3 separate regions of the Sus scrofa genome follow, and all the other regions are linked to region 2. The links are chromatin contacts, called in public Hi-C and promoter capture Hi-C maps. All regions are on one chromosome and are shown on one strand. Each heading gives the region's core, a stretch centred on a gene start, on an enhancer-like site or on the middle of the called end of the contact. The rest is flanking DNA. Distances are from core to core; before and after follow the strand shown.

Evidence for each region. Promoter capture Hi-C pulls out the DNA fragments that hold promoters and counts their contacts. A called contact is a pair of places that touch in the nucleus more often than the background predicts.
Region 1: a Hi-C map of liver shows a contact between it and region 2, with 3 times the contacts expected there. The contact joins two enhancer-like sites. A contact is called at or near these places in 1 of 5 promoter capture datasets (liver), 13 of 47 Hi-C or Micro-C datasets (alveolar macrophages, blood, embryonic fibroblasts and 6 more) and 2 of 2 datasets of contacts at active chromatin or transcription factors (alveolar macrophages and skeletal muscle).
Region 3: a contact with region 2 is called in a promoter capture Hi-C map of liver, with 6 times the contacts expected there. The contact joins the promoter of CHD9 here to the enhancer-like site in region 2. A contact is called at or near these places in 1 of 5 promoter capture datasets (liver), 17 of 47 Hi-C or Micro-C datasets (alveolar macrophages, blood, embryonic fibroblasts and 9 more) and 2 of 2 datasets of contacts at active chromatin or transcription factors (alveolar macrophages and skeletal muscle).

Annotation. Positions count from the first base shown.
Region 1 is chr6:32,052,707-32,057,474 of Sscrofa11.1, forward strand. All of the region lies in intron 1 of CHD9 (chromodomain-helicase-DNA-binding protein 9), which reads right to left. Among named protein-coding and RNA genes, the nearest start is that of CHD9, 17 kb to the right of the region's middle. Within about 2 kb of position 3,150, at least 40 of the 83 cell types and tissues checked have an H3K27ac peak or open chromatin away from gene starts, as enhancers often do. A contact at or near this core is called in embryonic fibroblasts, liver, mesenteric adipose tissue and 3 more, where this site is marked.
Region 2 is chr6:32,011,801-32,016,575 of Sscrofa11.1, forward strand. The region is part of intron 1 of CHD9 (chromodomain-helicase-DNA-binding protein 9); the gene reads right to left. Among named protein-coding and RNA genes, the nearest start is that of CHD9, 58 kb to the right of the region's middle. Within about 2 kb of position 2,316, at least 77 of the 83 cell types and tissues checked have an H3K27ac peak or open chromatin away from gene starts, as enhancers often do. A contact at or near this core is called in alveolar macrophages, embryonic fibroblasts, epiblast stem cells and 6 more, where this site is marked.
Region 3 is chr6:32,070,503-32,074,894 of Sscrofa11.1, forward strand. CHD9 (chromodomain-helicase-DNA-binding protein 9) reads right to left here and starts at 1,473. Exons shown (of 40, transcript XM_021094174.1): 1 at 1,350-1,473.

The DNA.
Region 1 (4,768 bases), core at 1,900-4,399, 42 kb after region 2:
TGTGTGTGTGTGTGTGTGTGTGTATCTGCATGCTCAGTTTGTATGCAAGCCATTTTGTTAGAAGTGTTGTTCCCATACTTCAGTAAATACAATACCCTCCGAAGAGAACCGTCAGGACTCCCGGCTCCAACCATCATGACTCCTGGCTCGCGCTCTTTCTCATCTCGCCAGTACACTGTTGCTAGTCATACTGAGAATATACATTTATTGAGCACCTTCTCAGTGTCTGTTGCTGTCATATGCACTGCGATTACACTGATGAACAAGAAAGACACATCCCTGGTCCTCAGGGGGCCCCCAGTTTAAGAGGGAGGCAGACAAGGGAATGGAAAGCTGTCATTTAGTGGGGCGGGCCCTCAGATAGGGGAAGTGGACATGGAGAGGGCAGGCAGGAGGAAGCGTGACCTGAGAGGCAGAGGGGAGGAGCAGGGTACGTTTTCTAGAAGAAGTGAGGTCTAGGCTGAGATCTGAAGGAGGAGTCGCAACTAGACAAGGAAAAGGGGAGGTGAGGGTTGGAGGCAGAGATGTGAGATCGGATTCCCCTAGCTTGATATGAACATGTGCTGTTTGAGCAAAGGCGAGTTCCATCCCAGGGAAGGGTTCAGGGGAGTTCTGAAGCCAAGCAGGGGACCAGTGTGGCCCTAGCCATAAGCCACCCTTAGAAATCTTTGTTCTCAGATTTAAACTGCTGAGTTAAAGGCACCAAAAATGCTCTCCAGTCCTTAGGGTGCTCGGAATATAGGGCAGAGAACTAAGTGTTCAGGGGACACTTGAATATACTCCCCTCTTGTGAAGAAGGACACAAACACTAAGGGTAAAGCCACAGCAGTAACCTGAGCCAGAACAGTGACAATACCGGATCCTTAACCCAATGAGCCACCATGGAACTCCCCAAATGGACTTTTAAACTCCAATTTACAACAGAGGCAGAGAATCTTCATACTTTTGTCCTCTCTCTCTCTCTCTCTCTCTCTCACACACACACACACACACACACACACACACACACACACACACACATTCACCTGGCAAGCTAGGCAGAGTGTCGCCTTTTTTTTTTTTTTCTTTTTAGGGTCGCACCTGCGACACACGGACGTTCCCAGGCTAGGGGTCCTACAGCTGCCGGCCTACACCACAGCCACAGCAGCGCGGGATCTGAGCCTCAATTGTGACCTACACTGCAGCTCAGGGCAACCCCAGGTCCTTAACCCCCTGAGCGAGGCCAGGCCAGGGATCAAACTCCCAACCTCATGGATCCTAGTCGGATTCATTACTGCTGAGCCACAACGGGAACTTCCCAAAGTGACTGCTTTTAAACCCTCACCTATTGCAAGCCTTCCCTCTAAACACTGTCTCATGGAAGCAGGGGTGGGATAAAAGTTCTTTCAAAGCAAAATGGGGGAAGGTGGAGGAGGGCAGAGAAAGCAGGGAGTGAGCAGGGGAAAAGGAGACACCAGCCCCACCCTCCTTCCCTGCACAATTCTGCTGTGAGCCAAACTCAGCCCAGGTCGGAGATGACTGGCAAGACGCAACCAGACAGACATCTCTCAAAGATGCCTGGGAGAGGCTGGTGTATCTCCCCAGAGCCTGGGCAATGTTATTTCCTGGGGCAAAGCAAGTCACAAAGGATGAAAGCTGATGACTGAATGTCTGGGCCAGGGTGGGAGGCCTTGCCAGGAGGTGGGGGTGGAGCGGTGGAAAGGGAGGAGGGGTGGAGACTTGGCTGGTTTCACACAGACACATCTCTTCATTTTTCCAGACTGGAAAAAGCTGTTGGGGCTGTGTGCATTTGCAGAGAGTCACGGTATTTACTACGCTTCCTGGCGCGACAGATTTCTTTCTGTCGTTCAGTCAAACGCAGCTTGTATTTTTCAGAGCCGGGGCTGAACAGACCGTGGAGGCTCTTCCCCCACGTTGCGTTCAAAAACACATCACGAGGGACTCAAAAAGCCCGGCTCAGACGGGTGGCGGGAGCAGGTGGGGGGAGCATGTTGGAGGGATAAAGACCCATGTTTAGACAAACAGTGTCTTCCCCTTGCAGGGGTTGAACCGCACTCTATTTTCCCAGCACACATTGCTTTTTGGAGCAGCTGGACTAGAAACTGATTCCTGCACTTTGCATGTGACTCTCGGTTATCTAAATCGATGGTGGCGGGTGGTTCAGGGAAATGGCAATTTTTTAAAAAGTGGCTAATAATTATAATAATATTAAAAAATCCCTTCTGGCCAAAATATGCCTATCCAGAGACAGTTGTCTGTTGAACCACTGTATGCTAAGACCCAACAGACAGTAGTTAAGCATGTATCATGTGCATGGCACTGTGCTGGGGGTGGAAGTGTCCAGGCTGACCACAGTTTAACATGCTCGTTACCTCTTTGGTGAGAAACAGCGTGTGAGCCCGCCCAATGGCTTCACAGTCAATGCTGGCATTTCAGGCACTTAGGGATGGGCCAGGTCAGCAAGGAAAGTCTTTTGGAGGTGGGGGAGGGGAGATCTTTCCCAAATCCCTTCATATCACACTCCCAGGTTCCTGTATGTGTATTGCCAGCCAAGCCACAGCACTGGGAGAGTCGTCATCAAATCTTGCTCAAAACCCCAGGGTCATGCTGCCCGAGAGTCGGAATTTCATCTTCCGAGATGACATATTCAGGCAACCTCTGACCTCTCCAGCCAGGGGGCAGGGTAAATAAACAGACAGCCCGGATGACGCAGGTTAGCGTCACCTGATGCAATGGGATTGAACCTCTAACCTCGTCCGCTTCTCGGATTGGCAAAGCACAGAGTGATCGCGCATTAATTTAAAGAGAGAAGGGACTCACACAGACTTCTCAAGCCTGCTTTTGAGCCAGGAGCCATGGGGGATTAGAGGGGTGGAGGCAAGTGGAGGAAAGTAGGGGAGGGTCTTTAGGGGACCGAGGGAGTCGGGGAGGCTAGGAATTCTGCACAGTCCAAGGTGACTATGCCAGATGCAGCGCAGTTTTTTTTTTTTTTTTTTCCTTTCAAAAGACTATTAAGGGGTTCCTTTCCAAAGTGGAAATGCAGGGATGGAAAAATGAGTTTCAGTTGCTATGGAAATAGGAGTTGGCTGGGGCAGCAGCTGGAATGGAGTGAGTGGCCAGGAACCTGGCCCTGTGACAGATGAGGCTTCCGGCTGGGGATAAGACAACAACAGGCTTTAGCAGGAAGGAGAAGGAGGAAAGAAGCTAGAAAAGGAGACAGAGACCATGTCTCCAGACACTGGAGCCTATGAATTCTGCAGACACTTGGAGTGATACAGACAGGGGTGTGTGTGCGTGAGTGTGTGGTTGTGTGGTATGTGCATCCCCAAAGGCCAAAAAAAACCCCCAAAAAGCAAACGAGAAGCAAAATACATCCAATGCCTGAAAAAGAAGGGAGTTTCACCAGAGACCCCGAGGTCAAGAAAGCCCCTAGATAGTTGAAGGACTAAAGAGGAGAGGCTTGCCTTTTGGAAGCCTTCCAGGAGGTTGGGGGAAATGCCTGAATGGGGACTTGCCCCCCCACCACACTCTCATCACCTTTTGTCTTCACATAACCCTTCAAACTGAAACTGGGGTGGGCCAGATACACAGCTGGCAAAATCCCCATGGGGTTAGCAAGACTATGGGTGTGGGTAAGGTGGTTGTTCTATTTCATCTGTACCTCTGGGTGACTGCTTTTTTTCCAAGTAGAAAGAATCCATGACCCTGGGACTCTGGGGTCTTCTAGCCTGAGGCTTTGAAGGAGTCTGGATGTTCTTAGCATCACATTCTAGGAAGATGCTTTGATTAGGTCTATGATGACGTAAGGCCCTTGGCTGGATCCCTCAGCAGGACCCTCCTGAGGGAATATTATGGCATCCCCACTTCTAACTCAGAAAGAACCACCACCCAGGCTCTTTCCTCCCATCGAAGGGGGGGCGGTGAGTAGACAGGGAGACCTCACATTCATGAAGGGACTCAGGCTTTTGACATTATATAATTCTATCACTCTCTGTATATATGCTGTCCTTGAGAAACACTGAGAGGATCATACAGTTTATTTATTTATTATTATTTTTTGGCCATGCCTGTGGCATGCAGAAGTTCCTGAGCCAGAGATTAAGCCTGTGCCACAGCAGTAACCAGAGCCATAGCAGTGACAACGCCAAATCCTTATCCCTCTGAGCCACCAGAGAACTCCTATACAGTTTAATTTGACCACCATTCTGGTATCCTGTTTTGTATTTCTTTGTTTTTAAATATGTCAGGAGCCCCAAAAAGTGGAAGTGAGCACAGAAAAGAAGAAAATACTTTGGATGAAACTTAACCAAGGAGGTGAAAGACTTATGTGCCGAAAACTGCAAAACATTGCTGAAAGCAATTAAAGAAGATACAAATAAATGGAAAGACATCCCATGTTCATGGATTGGAAGACTTAATTTTAAGATGACAACACTACTCAAAGTGACCTACAGATTCAATTCAATCTCTATCAAAATCCCAATGACATCTTTTGTAGAAATAGAAATACACATACTAAAATTCATAAGGAATCTCCAAGAGCCCCAAATTGCCAATCTTGGAAAAGTAGAACAAAGTTGGTGAATTCAAATTTTATGATTTTGAAACTTACTACAAAGGTACAGTAATCAAAACAGTTTGGTACTGGTATACAGACAGACATGTAGACCAGTGGAATAGAGTGCTTAGAAATAAGCCCTCACAGATATGGTCAAATGAGTTTCAACAGGGTGCCAAAATCATTTAATGGGGAAAGGATAGTCTTTTC
Region 2 (4,775 bases), core at 1,066-3,565:
CTACCACAGCAGCTTGTGGAAAGGCCAGATCCTTAATCCCCTGAGCAAGGCCAGGGATTGAACTCATATCCTCACGGATACCAGACAGGTTGTAACCCACTGAGCCACAATGGGAACTCAGACTGTAAATACTTAACATGAAGCGTTAAGGCAACAGAAGCATAGCAAGAAAAATCTTGGAAGATACATGGTTTTACTTGCTTGGGGCAACAGACATTTTCCATTTAGCAAATATTTATCAAATACCAATCATGTGGAAGGCTGTGCAACTTGCTATTAGCAAAAAGTCACATTCAAGTTCTATAAATCCAACAGAAAAATGTTCATCCTTTTGCACTGCAAAAACAAAACCCAACAAAAACACACACAACACTCCCTTTGCAATGTGGACTCCTCCCTTGAGTTCACCTTCTGTACATTCAAGTGTTTGTAGACCCAAAGGTTTTAAGTACTTTAACAATTATGCAGAGTTTAGGTAGAGTAACATTACAAAGACAAACCCTCTATTCTGTTCACGATCCTGTTGCTACTTAAAGTAGAAATGGAGAGTGTGAAATCAGAGAAAAGGAAAGGATGAAAAAGTAGAATGCAAAACTGAGAAAGTAAATTGTGATGGTGACTGTATTAATGAAGACAAACTTTATTCAATGGGGGGGACTCTGAAGTAGTTATGAGTATTTCATATAAATGGATACAATTCACAAGTGTCAAATATCAGTCTTGCAAGAAAGTAACCGTGTAACACTGTTAATATCACAATTTTAAAAATTCTTGTCTACTTTGTTCTGAAGTTTTATTTTCTTTTTAAAAGGGGGGGCAAAAAAAAAGAAAAACAAAAAAACAAAAAAAAGGAACAAACAGAAACCACCCAGAGCTGGCGACTGCGACAAGCCAATCAGACACCCAGGCTTTCAGGGTCATGCCTGGCTTTGGGATGGATGTCGGCAAAGTGAGTCCTGGAACCACCCATCACGTCCCACACCCAGATCCCAAGAAAGCAGCAGTCGCGGCAGAGGCCAGATACGCACAGGGGCTGGGAGGGTCCGGGCCGCTTCAGACGTGGAGGGGCCCTCGGGGCTGCCCCTCGGGGCGGAGGTTCACGCAGAGGTAGTGCGGTCGTGATCCCGGCGGCCAGGCCTGGGAAAGCGCCGGGGGCGTCCCGGGCTCGAGGACACCTAGCGCTCGCGCGGGACGCCTTGTCATGAGTCACGGAGGCGAGAAAGCTGGAGGGCGGGGGAAGAGGCTGCAGGATGGAGGGAAGCCCGACCCTCCGGAGGGAAGCGAACAGACCAGGAGGCCCTGACCTCACGCGGGGCTGGAAAGGGGGGGGGCTACCCACCCACGCCCTGCCCTCACCTCCAAGCGACGCAACAGGCGCGGCAGCCGGGTCCCGACCCCGGGGTCTGCGGGCTGGAGGGGCGGGGGCAGCTGCCCGCAGCCATGACAGGCGCGGGGCGGGCCGCGAGCAGGCAGGGCCGCACGTGCGGGCAGCGCCCCCTCCCCGGGCTCCCCGCGCGCGTACGCACGCCAGCCCCCGGGGGCCGGCCCCTCACCTCCTCGGCGGCGGCGGCGCGACCGGGCCTGCCCCGACCCCCCTACCCCGGCCGAGCGGCGGCGGCGGTGGCGGCGGCACGTACTCACCGCCGCTCGCGGGCTCTCGGGCTTCGCCATGACTGAGGCGCCCCCGCCGCCCCCCGCTTCGACCGAGACTGACACGCGCGGCTGGCCGGGCGGGGACGGCCTCAAGCGACCACCCGGCTGACAGAACCCGCCCCCGCCTCTCCCCACCAGTTGAGCAGCGGCCGCTGCCCCGCGGCGCCCTCGGGCTTCCTCCCGACGCCTGGGGCGGCGGGTGGCAGCAACGGGCGGCGGCGACACTTACCGGCGGCGCGGCCAGGCCCCCCTGTCAGCGCGGGGCCGGGAGGGAGACGAGGGAGGAGTGAAGGGGCACCGCCTCCCCCGCGCCGCCACGCACCCGCCTGATTGGCCCAGTTCACTCCCCCAGCGCGACCCCACCAGCCCCTGCGAGCGGCACTCCGGCAGCACCGGTGCGCCATTTGCATATTTGTGCCCGCACCGCTGATTGGCCCGGCCTCCGAGGGGCCGCTGACACTGCCGCGGCTGCCGCCGCCGCTCCTGCGGCGTCAGGCGACCCAAGAGGGAGGGTCCCCTCCGCTGCTCCCCTGCCCGCAAGGTCCGGCCAGACCTGGGACGAAGGGCGGCGGGAGGCGGGGTCGCCGCCTGGCTCCAACATGGCCCCTCCGCGCCGCCGACCCAATCGCCGGTGCGGTTACTCCCGGAGCCCTGGGCGGCCTCGGGGCGGGGAAGTGTTGGGGCCGGGCGCCCTCTGGCCGGAGCGCGGGGCAGTGCAGTGGCCCGGGCTCTCCTCGCCTCCCCGCCGCGGCCGCCACGTCAGGCCGCACCCTCGCGGCGGCCTCTCCCCTCCCCGCGGCCCCGCCGCCACGTCAGGCCCGGCAGGCACGCCCTGGCCGCGAGCTGACCGGTGGCGGGGTCGGCGCCGAGGTCATTCACACGCTGGGCATCTCCCCGCCAGCGTGGGCAGCCGAGGAACCGCGAGGGTTTCCAGAGCCTCCCTCTTGACACCGCCGTGGCTTTGGACCCGTGTTCTCTTTTCGTGGGACACGCCTGTGCTGCAAAATCGGGAGCAAGGAGATTGTCTCCAGAGATGATGCCGCGATTCAGTCCAGGTGCTTAAGCACCTGCCGCTGTAAAAGGGGCCAGGCTAAGGATAGACCCAGCCTGAGTCCTGATCTAGAGAGAGTGTGCACCTCAAGTGGTGGAGGGCTGGGGTTGACACCTAGTCTTCCGATGCTCAAAGCCGTGTTCTAAATTGTACAGCTGTGGTAGGAAATAAAGAACACATTCTCCTCTCCAAAAAAAAATTTAAAAAGGAAGGGGAGAGAGGTGGTGACCCTGGTCCAGGAGTAGGGAGCGTACCAGAAACCACTGGCCTGCGAAGGTGTGGGCATACCTGGGTTCCCTGTCGGTCTGTCACTAATTAACTGAGTGACCTACATTAAATCATAACATATCCCAGGGCCTCCGTTTTCCCTTCTGTAAAATGAAGAGGCTGGACACATTTTCTAAAAGCCTTCTGGCTCTAAAATTCTACCATCTCTCTCTTTCAGGCCCTGAGCTGGCTTTATGCCTGATTAAAACGTTCCAATGACAGAATACAAAATAATGGAATGTTAAATCTTCAGTCGGCCTACCTTATGATTGCTAGAAACTGTTTACCGTTTCAAATCCTTGAACGGTGATATTTAACATTCACCTTACAGTTGACAGAAATCTTCAGTCTCCACGAAGAAACGAGAGCACTATCACTGTGCTTGTTTGTGCCTGACCAGAGTGGACTGGCGGTGGTACACAGAGTGCTAGTTGCCAAGTAATTTCATTCTTTAAAGTCCCCCAGGAAGCTCCCCTGAGTAGATCAACACAACTCTGTTTAACTGAGGTACTGAAGGGGCTGGGAGAAAACCCTGAGAGAGAAGTTACAATTACAGTTTCGATTCCACTAAAGGATACTTACTAACAACCACATACTAGGATAAATGCACAGAAACAGTTCATTTCCCAGATCCTTACACTACTTATTTGAATACCACCTTAGTTTGCAAATTCAACCTGTTGAGTCAAATCCAGGGCCAGTAATACCTTATTTATCTGGCATCATAGGAAAATAAGATATTCCATTGAAATGGGAACTTTACCTATTTATACTACTTTTCTCCCCAAGAAAACTCACGATTTCTTGAATATAGCTCTTTGAAAAACACTTCCACTTGGTGATTAAGGAGCATCATTATCAGAGTTCCCCTCGTGGCTCAGTGGTTAACCAATCTGACTAGGAACCATGTGGTTGAGGAGTTCGATCCCTGGCCTCACTCAGTGGGTTAAGGATCTGGCGTTGCCATGAGCTGTGGTGTAGGTCGCAGACAGGGCTCGGATCCCATGTTGCTGTGGCTGTGGTGTAGGCTGGTGGCTATAGCTCTGATTAGACCCCTAGCCTGGGAACCTCCATATGCCTCAGGTGAGGCCCTAAAAAGACAAAAAAAAAAAAAAAAAAAAAAAGAAGAAGAAAGAAAGAAGCATCATTATCATTACCAACATTACTGCATTCTAAAATTATGCAGATCTACTTGTCCCTACAATAAGTGACCTGTAAAATGCTGTTTTATGATTAAATTTAAATCTGTTTTTGGTTTTGTTTTCTTTTGTTTGGTGTGTCTCCGTTCTCACTACTGGGCTGACAATTCTCCATTCTTCTACCTAACAATCTTCTTCCCTGTTTTGTTTTGTTTTGTTTCATGATGCTAGTCTACTGTGCATCTACTTAGACACAGATAAACTCTACCAGTTTAGACTCTCAAGTTTTGAGTAAAGATTTGCTGTATGGCTCTCCTGTGAGTTAAGCACATGAGTTTTGTGACCTCTATTTTGTCTGCTCAGTGACTGGTTTTCACTTATTTCTTAAACCTTAGTAGTATTCTTTGTAACTAAGCTTTGTGGATATGTGCACTCTGGAAAAGCCAATTAGAGGAGTTCCCATCGTGGCGGGAACCATGAGGTTTCGGGTTCGATCCCTGCCCTTGCTCAGTGGGTTAACGATCCCGGCGTTGCCCTGAGTTGTGGTGTAGGTCACAGACGCGGCTCAGATCCAGCGTTGCTGTGGCTCTGGTGTAGGCCGGTGGCTACAGCTCCGATTCGACCCCTAGCCTGGGAACGTCCATATGCCTCGGGAGCGGCCTGAG
Region 3 (4,392 bases), core at 223-2,722, 58 kb after region 2:
TGACCTACACCACAGCTCACAGCAATGCCAGATTCTTAATCCACTGAGCGAGGCCAGGGATTGAACCTGTGTCCTCATGGATGCTAGTCAGATTTGTTTCGGCTGAGCCATAAAGGGAACGCCCAGATTATTTTACTTTTGCCAGGGGCTCTGGAATCAGACTGCCTGGGTTCAAACACAGGGTCTGCCTCTTATTATTTAACCCTGAGCAAGTCTCTTGGCCTCTCTGAGCACCGGCTCCTCAGCTATGGTGAGGAGTCAGTGTGGCAATGCAGAGAAAGTATTTAGCACAGTGGCCGGCACAAGCAGACCCTGGCGGTCAATCATTCCCACAGCAACTCTCAGACCTTTCTGCTCCACTCCCATTTTGCAGATGAAGAAACTCAGGCGAGGAGTGGATCCATGAGTTTTTCAAGGGTCATCCAGCCCAGGAAGGGCTGGCTCTGGGGACTCCAAGCCCATGCTCACAACCGCTTTGCTGTATGCGCAGCATTTACTAAAATTATAATGGCAGCTCCAGGAGGCCCCCTGAACTTCCTGTGGGATCAGGATAAGGAGAACCCCCCCCCCGCAAGAGTCTTCTTTCATATTCTACATCTGTGTCTTTCTGTTCCCTGTCCACTTTCAAGTTCAACCTCTTTAGAACCAGCCCTGTGGGGAGGGAGGATGTTGGTTTGTTATCTTGGGTTTGACAGCTCAAAGGAGATGTTTCCTGTCAAAGGCATGCTGAAGAAGGAGGAGGAGAAGCAGCAGCAGCATTCTTCGCTGCAACAACTGTCGGCCGCTTTATTTTCTACAATCTTTTTAGATCAAGGGTCCTTAGACTTGATGGCTAGTTGGAATCTCCTGGGAAGCTTTAAATTTCCAGATGCCCAGGCCCCAACTCAGACCACTTACATCTGAGTCTCGGAGGAGGGTGGGGTGAGAGGGAAACGGGGCATCAGTATTTTTCAGTGCTTCCCAAGCGACTCCAACGTGCAGGCAAGTTTGAGAAATGGTGTTTTGGATCTAATGTGCACTCAGCTCCAACGCTGCAGTCGCTTTGGGTAACAGAAACTCTTTTTTTTTTTTTTTTTCCTCCTAGGACTGGCTGTTCGGGAATCTGAGCAGGCTTTCCAGAGGCACCGGCTAGTGGAGGATGTGTGTGTGCGAGAGACCCGGGGTCCTGCTCTGCCTCTAGGCCTGGCTTGGAGATGCCGGGTCTCCGGGTTCCCGCAGGCACCCACACGTGCGGCCGCGGCGACGAGTCTGGTCATCTGCGGAGACGGCCAGCGGGGCTCGGCGGCCGCCACGCTGCCCACCCCAACCACAGAGGTTCGCAGGAGACGCCCGGGGCTCAGGAATCTTACCTTGGCTGCCGGCGCTGCCCTCCAGTTCCCGGAATCCTGGGACTCGGGTTCGATCTGTCGCCGGGCTCGGCGGTCGCTCTCGTCTGCGCCGGAGAGGCGCCCACCAAGAGCTCAGGCGCCACCTAGTGGGCGAGGGGCGGCCGCGCAGGGAATCGGTTGGGAGGTGGGAGCGCAGGCGGATTCAGGCGGAAATGCAGCCCGGGCTTCCCACGTGGGCGGTTTTCCAACAAGCTGCGCACCCCGGGCACACATCCCGGCTGGGTGGGACGGCCTTCACTCCCTGAAGGGCGCTAGGACCTGAACTTGCTGAACTTTCTGTTGGGAGCTCGGAGGGGCAGCCAGACCCTGGCTGCTGGCCTGAGAGCCATCCTGGGATTTTCCTGGCCCGACTCGGGGATCTTAGCCTTTCATCCAGAAGCTTTTCAATTTGGCATAGCCTGCCCTTTAAATATGCTGGGAACATCAGAAGATGCAAGGGACCTGGGTTTCTCTCAAGGCCGGGAGGCCTTTTCTCTACTTCTCTACTAGTAACCCTCTTTTGGCCCTGCCTAACCCCCCTCCACTGCCGCCACCCCCCGTCCCCGCCCCAGCCGTTGCCTTCCTTCCCGGTTCCCTCCAGTCTCTTTGGCTGAACTTCATTAATCGCCCAGTCTGTGTCACATTCTGTAGAGTCTGGAGACACAGGTCCCTTAGGAATTGGCAAGTTGATGTTTATGTTTCTGAACCGGATGCCATTGACATTTTTTTTGGTTGGGGCCATCCTGGCACTGCAGGGCATTTAAGACCCCTAGAATAGCCACCCTTTAGTCACCGAGACAACTAAAACCAACATTTCATATTTCCAATTGTCTCCAGGGTTGGAGGAGCACTGCCCTTGACTGAGCACCTATTAATTGGTTCTCAAGGTCAGGAAGATGGTGGATTATTTTAAATGTGTACATTTCATTTATTTCTTCCTTCAATAAATGTTAACTGAGCACCTACTATGTGCCGCTTTCCTATGCACAAGGGTTATGACGCAGACTTAAGCACCTCAGAATCTCTGCCTTTGTTGAATTCACATTTATGTAACACTTATTAACACTTATTTTTTATTAATTTTTTAGTGATTTTTATTTTTTCCATTATAGATGGTTTACAGTGTCCTGTCAGTTTTCTACTGTACAGCACAGTGATCCAGTCTCTCTCTCTCTCTCTCTCTCTCACACACACACACACACACATACACACACACACACACATGCATATATATACACACATTCTTTTTCTCACATTATCCTCCATCCTGCTCCATCACAAGTGATTAGATATAGTTCCCAGTGCTATACAGCAGGATCTCCTCGCTTATACATTCCATATCAACACTTTTAACACACAAAAATGCAAAGCTATGTGATTGAGTTCTTAAGTACATGATTTTTTTTTCTTTTTTGTCTTCTAGGGCCGCACCCCCAGCACATGGAGGTTCCCAGCCTAGGGGTCTAAGCGGAGCTACAGCTGCTGGCCTACACCACAGCCACAGCAATGCCAGATCCAAGCTGTGTCTGCAACTTGCACCACAGCTCACAGCAACACCAGATTCTTAACCCACTGAGCAAGGCCAAGGATCGAACCCACGACCTCATGGTTCTTAGTCAGATTCGTTAACCACTGAGCCATGATGGGAATTCTCATGATGTTTTTTTCTTTCATTTTTTAGAGTTTTATTGAGGTATAGCTGACTTACAATATTGTGCTGTGGACTTGTTTTTCAAAAATATATCAATTTTGGGAGTTCCCATCGTGGTGCAGCAGAAGCGACTCTTACCAGGAAACATGTTGCAGGTTCGGTCCCTGGCCTCGATCAGTGAGTGGGTTAAGGATCCAGCGTTGCTGTGAGCTGTGGTGTAGGTCGCAGATGTGGCTCGGATCCCGAGTTGCTGTGGCTGTGGTGTAGGCCGGTGGCTACAGCTCCGATTAGACCCCTAGCCTGGGAACCTCCATATGCCGCAGGTGTGGCCCTAAAAAAAAAAAAGACCAAAAAAACCCACCAATTTTGGAGTTCCCATAATGGTGCAGTGGAAACGAATCCAAGAACCATGAAGTCATGGGTTCGATCCCTGGTCTTGCTCAGTGGGTTAAGGATCTGGCATTGCTGTGACTCTGGTGCAGGCCAGTGGCTACAGCTCTGATTAGACCCCTAGCCTGGGAACCTCCATATGCTGTGGTGCAGCCCTCAAGAGACAAAAAGATTAAAAAAAAAATCAATTTATATGGCGCCAAAGGCAGAGAATGCCCTGGTGTTGGAGACAATTTTGCAAAAGCAGTTTCTTCTTTTAAGGCAGTTTATCTCTGCGGAGATATCTGGGGGTAAGTTCACCAGTGGAAATATTAGAGACACTTTGTGACAGAGGCCTGTGCCAACCCCTCTACCCCCATCTGCATCTACCTGCTTAATCTTTGTCCTCTCTGTGCTGGTGTCAGGTGCTCAGAGCAGAGGAGGAGGGAGAGGTACATTGCCCACTGTACCTGTGAGCAATGCCAGGAGGGGCAAGGGGTGGGTGTGTGTGAAGGACAGGGACCAGGGAACACCTCAGCCTCTTCAGGGCCAGCTGGTGCCCTGGTGAAGGTGAATCGGTCAGACAAGGGTACATGTTCTAGTCTGTCACTTTAAAGTGTCTGAGTCACTTCCAGAATGCTCTTGCCTCAGTTCTTGCGAGGGCTGCCTCCTCCTGCCCACACTCCACCCTACTGTGCCCCAAGGCCTGCCTGGGCAAAGTCCTGGATTATAACCTCTGCGATTCTGATGCCAGGTATCATGTGATGAGGTTAAAGTTTTCCTTAGGACTTGCTCCTCTGAGTTCTCCTAGCATTTGGCTCATTTCACTAATCACAGTCTTTTGGAAACTATAGTTTTGGAAACTACCGATCTCCTTGAGGGTCTGCACCATGTTTGATAAGTGGAAGTAGTGTCAATAATAATAATAATAACTATTATTTGTAATGCATTAGGAAGTAAGTTTTTTGTTTTTTGTTTTGTTTTTTTTTTGTTTTTTTTGGCTGT